Linked DNA regions of Mus musculus: region 2 is linked to region 1. A link is a contact called in public promoter capture Hi-C data. All regions are on one chromosome and are shown on one strand. Each heading gives the region's core, a stretch centred on a gene start, on an enhancer-like site or on the middle of the called end of the contact. The rest is flanking DNA. Distances are from core to core; before and after follow the strand shown.

Region 1 (4,510 bases), core at 1,466-3,965:
GACAACCCTCCATCTCTGTAGGGGGAAGGGAAAACGCAGCACTTACCAATGAATGAACCTGTTCCTGGTGATGGAGAACAACTTGCCACTTTCCACATAATAGAAGCCACCAGCGCTCTCACTGTACTTCACCGTTCCAAACGCGGCACTTGCAGTCCCTACAAAATGAATGTGGTGGGCTTGCATGCGCGGTTCTCTGGGGGATGACAGGCACTGAAGAGTGCCGAGGAGCAGAGTGCAAGGGACTGACAGTGCATACAATAGTGAGTGGAAAAGGGAGGAAGAAGTCAGGCACAGGACAAGATGTGATGATGCACAGGCTTCAGGCATGTGGACTTGGATCCACCAGGGGAGACCAAAGGCCTACTTGGGGAGCCCGAGGGAAAGCAGTGGCTCCCATTCTCCCAAGCCCTTTCCGTACCAATGTCGCAGACTGTGAATTCCCGAAAGTGCCTGGGCCTTTCGCGTTCAGCTCCGCTCAGTTCCACGAAGCTCCGTTCCAGGGATCCCGCCGCCGCCATCTTCCCGCCGTCGCCGTGAGGCCTGACGGGACAAGGGCGGGTCACGTCGGCTCGTCACTTCCGGGGGTGTGGCGCGAGGCGGGGATATGTGTGTGCGCGATTTTGGCTGCCTGAGGACCGCGGGTCGGAGGCTCATCTGCGGCTTTTCACCGCGAGAATGAGGCTGAGGCGGGAAGAAGATGCCTTGACTCGCGGTCACTTCGGAGCGGCCGGAGACGGGCGGCGGCTGCGGCGGCGGCGCCCTTTTCCCGACGGCCTCGAGCAGGGGCGGGGCTGTGCGTGTTTTCATTTTGAAAAGCGGGCGCGGGCGGGGAAGAGGCCTGACGGGCACACTCCCAGCTTGCGGGAACCTTCCCCTCCGTTAGAGCGTTGGCGTGTAAGTTGTTATCCAGCCTCTTCATCGTTCAGCGAAACAAGGAGGAAAAGTAAAAGGAAGGAGGGATTCTTTGTGTTGGCATTTTTGCGAAACTTTTTCTTTACACACCCGCATACACATGTATGTGTTGAGATGTCAGCTCAGGTTGGCCTCGAACTCTGATCCTCCCGCCCCAGCCTCCGGAGTACTAGGATTACAGACACTTGCCACTCTGAGCGACACGGGTCGGATGCGTTGAATTAAATATTAATGCCCCAACCTTCTTGAAGTTATCGAAAATACAGTACAGTTTGCAAACGTGCAAGGAATTGTTTGTGAATTTCTTTCTGGGATCGGTCAGTATTCTCTGGAGGTTGAAGATTGATCATTCAGAGCCAGTTTGGGGCTACATAGTGAGACTTTGTAAATGAATGAGTAAATAAATTAAACTACAACTTCAGGCTTACAGCTGAACATGTTCGTTGGCAACTCCATCAGAATCACAACATTGCGAAGTTCCATAATTCTGCCCCAGCAATTGCATTTCCCTTGACCATTTATTGCCTTAATGACTATTTCGTGATTGTCACTGCCCACACCTCTCTTCAGATGCACCAGAAGAGGGCGCTAGATTTCATTACGGATGGTTGTGAGCCACCATGTGGTTGCTGGGATTTGAACTCAGGACCTTGGGAAGAGCAGTCGGTGCTCTTAACCGCTGAGCCATGTCTCCAGCCCTCACCCCCACTCATTCTTAGCTTACTCTGAAGTCGGCCGAGTGGGCATAGTGGCACACTGACAGCAGCTTTTGGAAGCAAGTAGATCAGGAGTTCAAGATTATCCTCCAATTTATGTCAAGATCAAGGCCAGCCTGAGGCTGCCTAAAACCCTGGCTCAAATCAAACAAAAAGCAGCTTTTAATCCCAGCACTCAGGAGGCAGAGGTAGGTGGGTTTCTGTGAGTTAAAGGCCAGCCTGCATTACAGAGTGAGTTCCAGGACAACCAGGGCAACAGAAACTGTCTTGACGTCCCCATTCCTCACAAAAGAAGACAACTTGCCCTGCAACCATATTTTCCTACCAGCAATTATAGCCTTATGCTTCTGTTTCTGTACATTGAACTGTGTCTGAACTTATAGAGAGACACCCTCCCTACCTTGACCTTCGGTCTATTCCTCATTTTAGCATCTTTAATTTTTCCATTTTTACTAAATTACTCCTCTAAATCTCACTAAGATAAAGTCTCCCCTAGAGCCCTGCTAACCCCTGTCCTTCTGTACTTGGCAAAAAGGGAGTTATGTCTGCACTCAGTGGATGCATCTCAGTGGATCAAGATGAAGCCTAAGGTCCTGGTCCCTTGCTTCCATCTAGGTCCATCCTGGTCAATTTCAGTTCAGTTTTCTCTGCCTAATCCTGCTTTCTTCACTCCCCTAGCAATGCTGTTCTGTGAGCACACTGTGTGCTCCTTCCTGTGTGTAAATCTCTGCTTCAGAGACTTTTTTTTTGAGAGGGAAGCTCACACACACACACACACACACACACACACACACACACAATTTAAAAAATATTTTTTTAAAAGATTACCTGTTGTGCGGCTTGGTGGCACACATCTTGAACCCCAGCACACAGGAGGCAAATGCAGGTAGATCTCTGAATTTAAGGCCAGCCTGGTCTAGGTGAATGAGATATGTTTTGGGGAACTTGTTGTTAGTGTCATTTCCCCCACATATTCAAAATCTCTATCAAGGCAGAAAGAATGCAAGATGAACGGGAAGGTGTGCTGTAACGACACTGCCTCCTGGACACAGCATGGTGGCTGCTCTCGTGAGATCATAACTGTGGTTACCTACACAAAAGACAGGGCCTGTCAACATTCCGTGGTGGGGGTTGGACTTTGAGGCCCCATCGCTCCCCGAGGAGCCGTAGGTAAAGTCAGTGGCTGCTGTGAGGGAGGAGTAATTTTCTCCAGTGGTGTATTTGCTGGTTAGTTGCCGGTGCTCCTATAAATAAGACTCCCTCCCATGCTCATTCAAGCAACTCTAATTAAACCCAGTGGGTCACAGATAGAAAAGACATGAAAGTGGAAGAGGAACTAGTTGGGAAGAAGGGCAAAGGAGGGTGATGGGGGGTCCATGATGAAGCTGGGAATAGTGGCCCACACCTGTCATCCTGGGTGCTTGGAGGGTGGAGGCATTCTAGGCTAGTCTCAGCAACATAGTAAGTGTGAGGCCTGCCTAGGTTACATCAAACCCTGTCTCACAGACGTAGGCAGAAGATTTTATTAGAGTGTGTGTTTGCTTTTTTATTAATGTTATTATTCATTTTACAAATGATGGACATCATATGACATTTTCATACATGTACTTTAGCCTACTTTGTTCACATTCACCTGTTAGCAAATCTTGTCCTCCCTTTCCCTCTTACTGTTCCCCTTCCTCTTCCCAAATAATAGTCCTCCCCTCCCCTTTTATGTCATGTATACATATATTTAAATCTAGATTTTGCATTTTTGTGCCTTCCTTTATTAATAATAATGATGATCCCCAACGTAACCATTTTCATTCAAACGATATGATTTTCTTCTTGTTTATGGCTGAATAGAACTTGAGATGTGATGTTTTCCAAGCTTCAAGCTGTCTTTGACCTTTGGTTCATGTTACAGTAAATTCAAGGTGAATTGCAGTAAGTTAACAGTAACACTTTACATTGCCCGAACTTAGTGACTTTTTTTGGGTGGTAATTCGATGGAAATTATTGAATTATTCAGTGGAATAATTTCTTTCAGTGGAAATTAGTGTTATTTTTCAGTGAGCACTTTCAATGTAATTACTTTATTTCGGGGGTTCCAGGAATGTGGTTTCCTGTCATTTGGCCAGTGACTTTCAAAAGTGATAATAGCAATGACTTGAGATCTAGCCACAGTGCAAAGGGCTTATTATTTTTTTCTATTTCTCTAGATTTTTAAATATTGGTTTTTATCTTCATGCTGTTCTATTAATCATAGTAAGTAGCTTTCCAGTTCCTGGAAGCATATTGGTTTGTCCCACACTTATTTTTTCAGTCTTGATTGCATGTTGGGCACTGGGTTATAATGATCCCCCAAAATAGGCTAAGCAGCCAGATACCTTGTCTTTCTTGTGTTTCGAGACAGGGTTTCTCTGTGTAGCCCTGGCTGTTCTGTAACTCCCTCAGTAGACCAGGCTGGCCTCGAACTCAGAAATCCACCTGCCTGCTGCCTCCCGAGTGCTGGATTAAAGGTGTTTCTCCACCACCCAACTAAAATATCTTTAAACACTACAAAAATTTCAAGTTTTCTGCTTTTGAGTTTCTCTCAGTTTAGTGGGGGTTGCAAAGGGGAAGTAGAGATAATGGTAAGGTATGGTAATTATTATACAAGATAGTTACAGTAAAGATATGGCTGAAATATCACAGGACAACCAGGCAAGCAGTGTCTGAGATGCCTGTGTCATGGTCTAAAGATGTTTCCTTTCTTCCTGAATAGTTTGCATTAATGTTAACTGTCTTTCCTTACAGCTCAGTGCTGAAAGACCTGAATACATTCTTTGTTTTCTTGTTTCTTTATTTGCCAAGGTCTCAGTATGCAGCCCGAGCTTCCCTGAAACTCACTCTGTAGA
Region 2 (4,510 bases), core at 1,434-3,933, 530 kb before region 1:
AGCTACAGGCTATCACCACTATATAAAGCACTCAGACTGTGGGAATGACTCTAGTTCAAACACTCTTTCCTGTTCTTCAAAAGCACTCATTTGGTAAACTATCTGGTCTTGGAGACTTAAATAATTGGTTTGTCTCCCATGAAGAACAGAGTCCTTGTCAGCCAGAATAGTACATCCCCATCCATACACATGGAGACAAGATCTCAGTATGTAGGTCTGTCCTAAAACTCACTATGAAGACCAGGCTAGCCTCAAACTCAGGAATCTACTAGCCTTTGCCTCCCAAGTGCTTGGATTAAAGGTATGTGCCTCTAATTCAGCTTGGCATTCACTTTTTTTTCCTTCTCTTTTGTCAAAACAGGGTTTCTCTTTGTAGCCCTGGCTGTCCTGGAACTCAAGAGATCTGCCTGCCTCTGCCTAACAAGTGCTGGGATTAAAGTTGTGTGCCACCACCACTGGTTTGGTACACACTCTTAATTCCAGAATTTGAGAGGCAGAGACAGGAAAATCTCTGAGTTCAAGACTAGCCAGTACCATAAAATGAGACCCTGTTTAAAAACACAAAAGCAATACCCTAGAGTCCAAATGGCAAATACCACTCTTCACCACACTCCCTTTCCTTTTATAAATGGGAAGAAGGGGGGAAAAGGAACAGCGAGGTGACTTGTGAAAAGGGAGGAAGAAAATAGGGAAGCGAAGGGCAAGCTCAGGGTAGAGCTAGGTCTTTAGGGAACAGTAATCTAGAGGATTGAGACAACTGTGGCTGCAAGCAGTAACCATGGAACAGCTATCTCCACTGGGGTAAGCAGAGAACCTCAGGAGCTAGCACATTTGCCAGTCTTCACTGCCCCTCCCCCGATTTAGCTTGGCTCTGTTCAGCTTATTAGACTGCTCTAATATAAGCTCTATTATAGAGATCATAACTCTATGGTATACCATCATAGGAAAAACATTACCACAGTGCTTGGCCCTCAGGTGACAATAAATGTCTTGGACAAAATGCCTATTTATTGTTTCAGAGTCAGAAAGTACTTTATCAGACCCTTCCTCATGTCTAAGTTGGACCCCTGGTCAGTTTTGTCTTTTCCCAGACAAGCAGAGACACTTCAGACTCCAGAGCCGTATTCTAGACAGCTCTTAGATGTCTTGTCCAGGGACCAAAAGTTCAAGAGGGAACCTTGACTGCCCAGGCTCATCCTTAGATTCTCTGCAGTCAGAATATAATCCAAAGATCCCAGTCCTTTTGCCAATCAAACTCCCAACCTTACCTCTTGCCTGTGGTAAGAGGTGTTCAGAAAGCCATGGTAGCGTTGCCGCAGGGCCTGGCCCAGCTCCCAGTGCTGTAGCATCCCTTCCTGTGGGCAAACCTGAGAGTTAAAGTCCAAAGAGGAGCTGGGCATGGTGGCCTTTAATCCCAGCAGTCACTCTCTGAGTTCAAGGCCAGCCTGGTCTACAAAGTGAGTCCAGAACAGCCAGGGCTCTGTTACACAAGGAAACCCTGTCTTAAACCTCCCCCAAATCCCCAACCCCTGGGGAAAAAAAAAAAAAAAGTCCAAAGAGAGGGGATTAGCCACAAGTCCTATGTATGGCATTTAGGCATTCTTCCCTTGGCAAGAGGTGAATTTGATTCCAGAAGTGGCCAGTTGTAATGATACTGTCCCCTGCACAGAGTTGTTAAGAAATCTGGTCATAGCCAGAGATGTAGCTCACTGTGCTTAGCATAGACAAGGTTCTGGGTTTAATTTCCAAAACCACAAAAACAAAACAACAAAATAGACATCTGGTCCATCAGAACCCATGTGGGAAGCTAGTAGTTTAAGGAGCCCCAGTTTCTGTGCTCCAGATGTGATTCATTCCGTAGCATATCCCGAGACCTTGCAGGTTGGCTTTTGACCCACCTTGGTTAGCTGACCAAATCCCTGGGGCCATTTCTCTTCCTGATAGGGGTCCTTGGGATATGTCTTCACTGGTGACCGATCTCCATGTCGATACAGCTGAGCAAAGAAAATGGTGTGTCTATAGAATCAGAAGGGTCTTCTAGTTAAGGACAGGACCCACCTCTGCACATGCCAGGAAAGGAAATTTCACTCCATCTTTCTCTACTGAGCGATGAAAAAAGACCCCAGTTCGGGCGATGCAATGTAACCTGAGATAATAGGTAAAGCCCCAAAGCACAGGTAGAAGAGTAGTGAAAGCAACGCCTTCTGGGGGAGGAAGTGGGCAATGGGACTGGGAAAACAAAGATCAAAGTCGTCTTTATGGGTGACTTTCAACCTTTTAACTAAATTCCCATCCTAGGGAAGAATATCTCCTACTCGGTCGTCCTGCCCTAAAAAAAAAAAAAAAAAAAATAGCCTAGGGCTCCAAATCAATTCTTAATCCAGCCGCACAACCCACTATGGGCCAGCGGTTTCCTAAACCGGTTCTTTCTCCTCCTTGAGAAGTGAGACCCCGGCCCCAGAACACAAGCTCTGCCCCTCCCTCTACCAGCCGGCCTTTGCCCTTTCAGCTTTGGCGAACCCGTTGGTGACTCCGTCACCCATTACCAAGGTAACAAAGCGTAGACTCCGGGCCTGTATGGGTGGCATCACCGTTAGGCACATGCCAAGAAGGAACTGGAGAAGAGCCGCCTGGCTCCAACCAGTCTGTCTGCCGGCCATCACTGTTGTAGGCTGTGTAGCAAGAGGCCGGAACGCCTTGGGCGGTACCTGCTGCAGCCGCCCGGATGCATTCGTAAGGACACTTGCCGGAAGTGCAGCCTTCGCCATCTTTCTTTGGGTTGCGGGAGACCGGGAATGAGAAAGTCTGGTGGGAGAAGGCGGAATTTGGGAGGGAATGCAAATGGAGAAGGTTTGCGATTGGCGGTGATGAACGAGGGTGGGACTGTTGCGCGACCTTCCGGGCAGAAAAGGCTTAAACACCTCGCTTTTGTAGAGGCGCTAGGTCAGGCTTACCCCTTCTTCTACAAAGCTGGTGCTTGCCCTGGTTGGGGTCTGGGCCTGGAGAGCGAGTGCCTGCTTTGAGGAATGCTTCTGAAAATGATCCCAGAGCCTCGGCTGGTGCAAAACTGGGGCAAGGTGTGGGGAAGTACAGAGCCTAACTTTCTGCTCTTGGGTGTGTAGTTTAGTGTAAGCCTTGGCTTAGACACTGTTCCGATAAGCGGGCTTGTTTGAGATGTAGGGTACTGCATGTAACCAGCCCTTTGGACTCCCTGTGTCCTTGAGGTAGATCCAGTCTAGTCTGCCATTCATGTCCTGAACAAACCTTCGTACTCCCCAGTTTTTTTCAGCTCTTTTCTTGTGCTTACCGATTTCTAAATTAAATTAGACTCAAACGTCATGTTTGAGGAGGAGTTGGATTGCATAGGATGTTCCGATTTCCCAAACCCACTACATTGAATTCTTATGGGAGGAATCTCAGAAAACTACATCAGTTTTGATGCAGGCATATAACTGGAATTGCCACAGAATCAGAGTTCCTCCAGACATTAGCCTTTAGGATTTGGAGGCAGGCAGCCAGTTGGGTGTCTGGATGTTGTGATTCCAAACCTTAGAGTGACACACAGTTGCAGATGAGATCTTGGGCCCTTGATATGCTTTAATGCAAATCTGATCAGAATTGATACTGTCCCAGGACTCCAAATAAAATTATGTACCTTACTGCCTAAACTTTACTTTCGATGTCACCTTGAGAAAGACTTGGGGAGAATAAGAAGGCTTCAAAACTAAATAGTTTTAAACTTAAAAACAAACAAATCTATGTGGTGCATGCCTTTACTTCCAGCACTTGGAGAGGGGGGTAGATGTCTGAGTTGTATGTAGGCCAGCCTGGTCTATAGAGCAAGTTCCAGGACAGCCAGCGATACATGGAGAAATACTGTCTGGAAAAAACAATGATGAAACAAAATATTTTCTATGTATGGGTGTTTTGCTTGCATGTATATCTGTGAACCATGTATATACAGTGTCCTTGGAGGCAAAAAGGCAGCATAGGATCCCCTGTAGACTTTAAGCAGCTGTGTGGGTGCTGGGAATAGAACCTGAGCCCTCCTCTGAAGGAGTTGCCAATACTTCTAGCTGCTTAGCCTGCAGCCTCAGTTCTTTTTTTTTTTTTCTTTCTTTTAGATTTACTTATTATTATAAGTACACTGTAGCTGTCTTCAGACACACCAGAAGAGGGCGTCAGATCTCATTATGGGTGGTTGTGAGCCACCATGTGATTGCTGGGATTTGAACTCAAGACCTTCGGAAGAGCAGTCAGTGCTCTTACCCACTGAGCCATTTCACCAGCCCCTCAGCCTCAGTTCTTAATTTTCTTTTCTCTTTTCTCTCTTATTATTTTGATTTTTGAGACAGGGTTGCTCTGTGTAGCTCTGGCTGTCTTGGAACTCTGTGGACCAGGCTGGGTGTTGGGATTAAAGGCATGCACCACCTTGCCTGGCTATTTCTTAACTGTTTAAATCACAGGTTTCCTATAAATCACATGAAAAATTAGCCCTCTCTCCAAAAAA

Evidence for each region. Promoter capture Hi-C pulls out the DNA fragments that hold promoters and counts their contacts.
Region 2: a contact with region 1 is called in a promoter capture Hi-C map of pre-B cells. The contact joins the promoter of Acp2 here to the promoter of Nup160 in region 1. A contact is called at or near these places in 3 of 39 promoter capture datasets (erythroid cells, neutrophils and pre-B cells) and 1 of 9 other capture datasets (liver).

Annotation. Positions count from the first base shown.
Region 1 is chr2:90,675,420-90,679,929 of GRCm38.p6, reverse strand. Nup160 (nucleoporin 160) reads right to left here and starts at 2,715. Exons shown (of 37, transcript NM_021512.2): 1 at 2,460-2,715; 2 at 422-916; 3 at 47-158. The coding sequence starts at 521.
Region 2 is chr2:91,201,085-91,205,594 of GRCm38.p6, reverse strand. Acp2 (acid phosphatase 2, lysosomal) reads right to left here and starts at 2,683. Exons shown (of 11, transcript NM_007387.2): 1 at 2,547-2,683; 2 at 1,899-1,994; 3 at 1,269-1,355. The coding sequence starts at 2,660. It also overlaps a transcript of Nr1h3 not described here.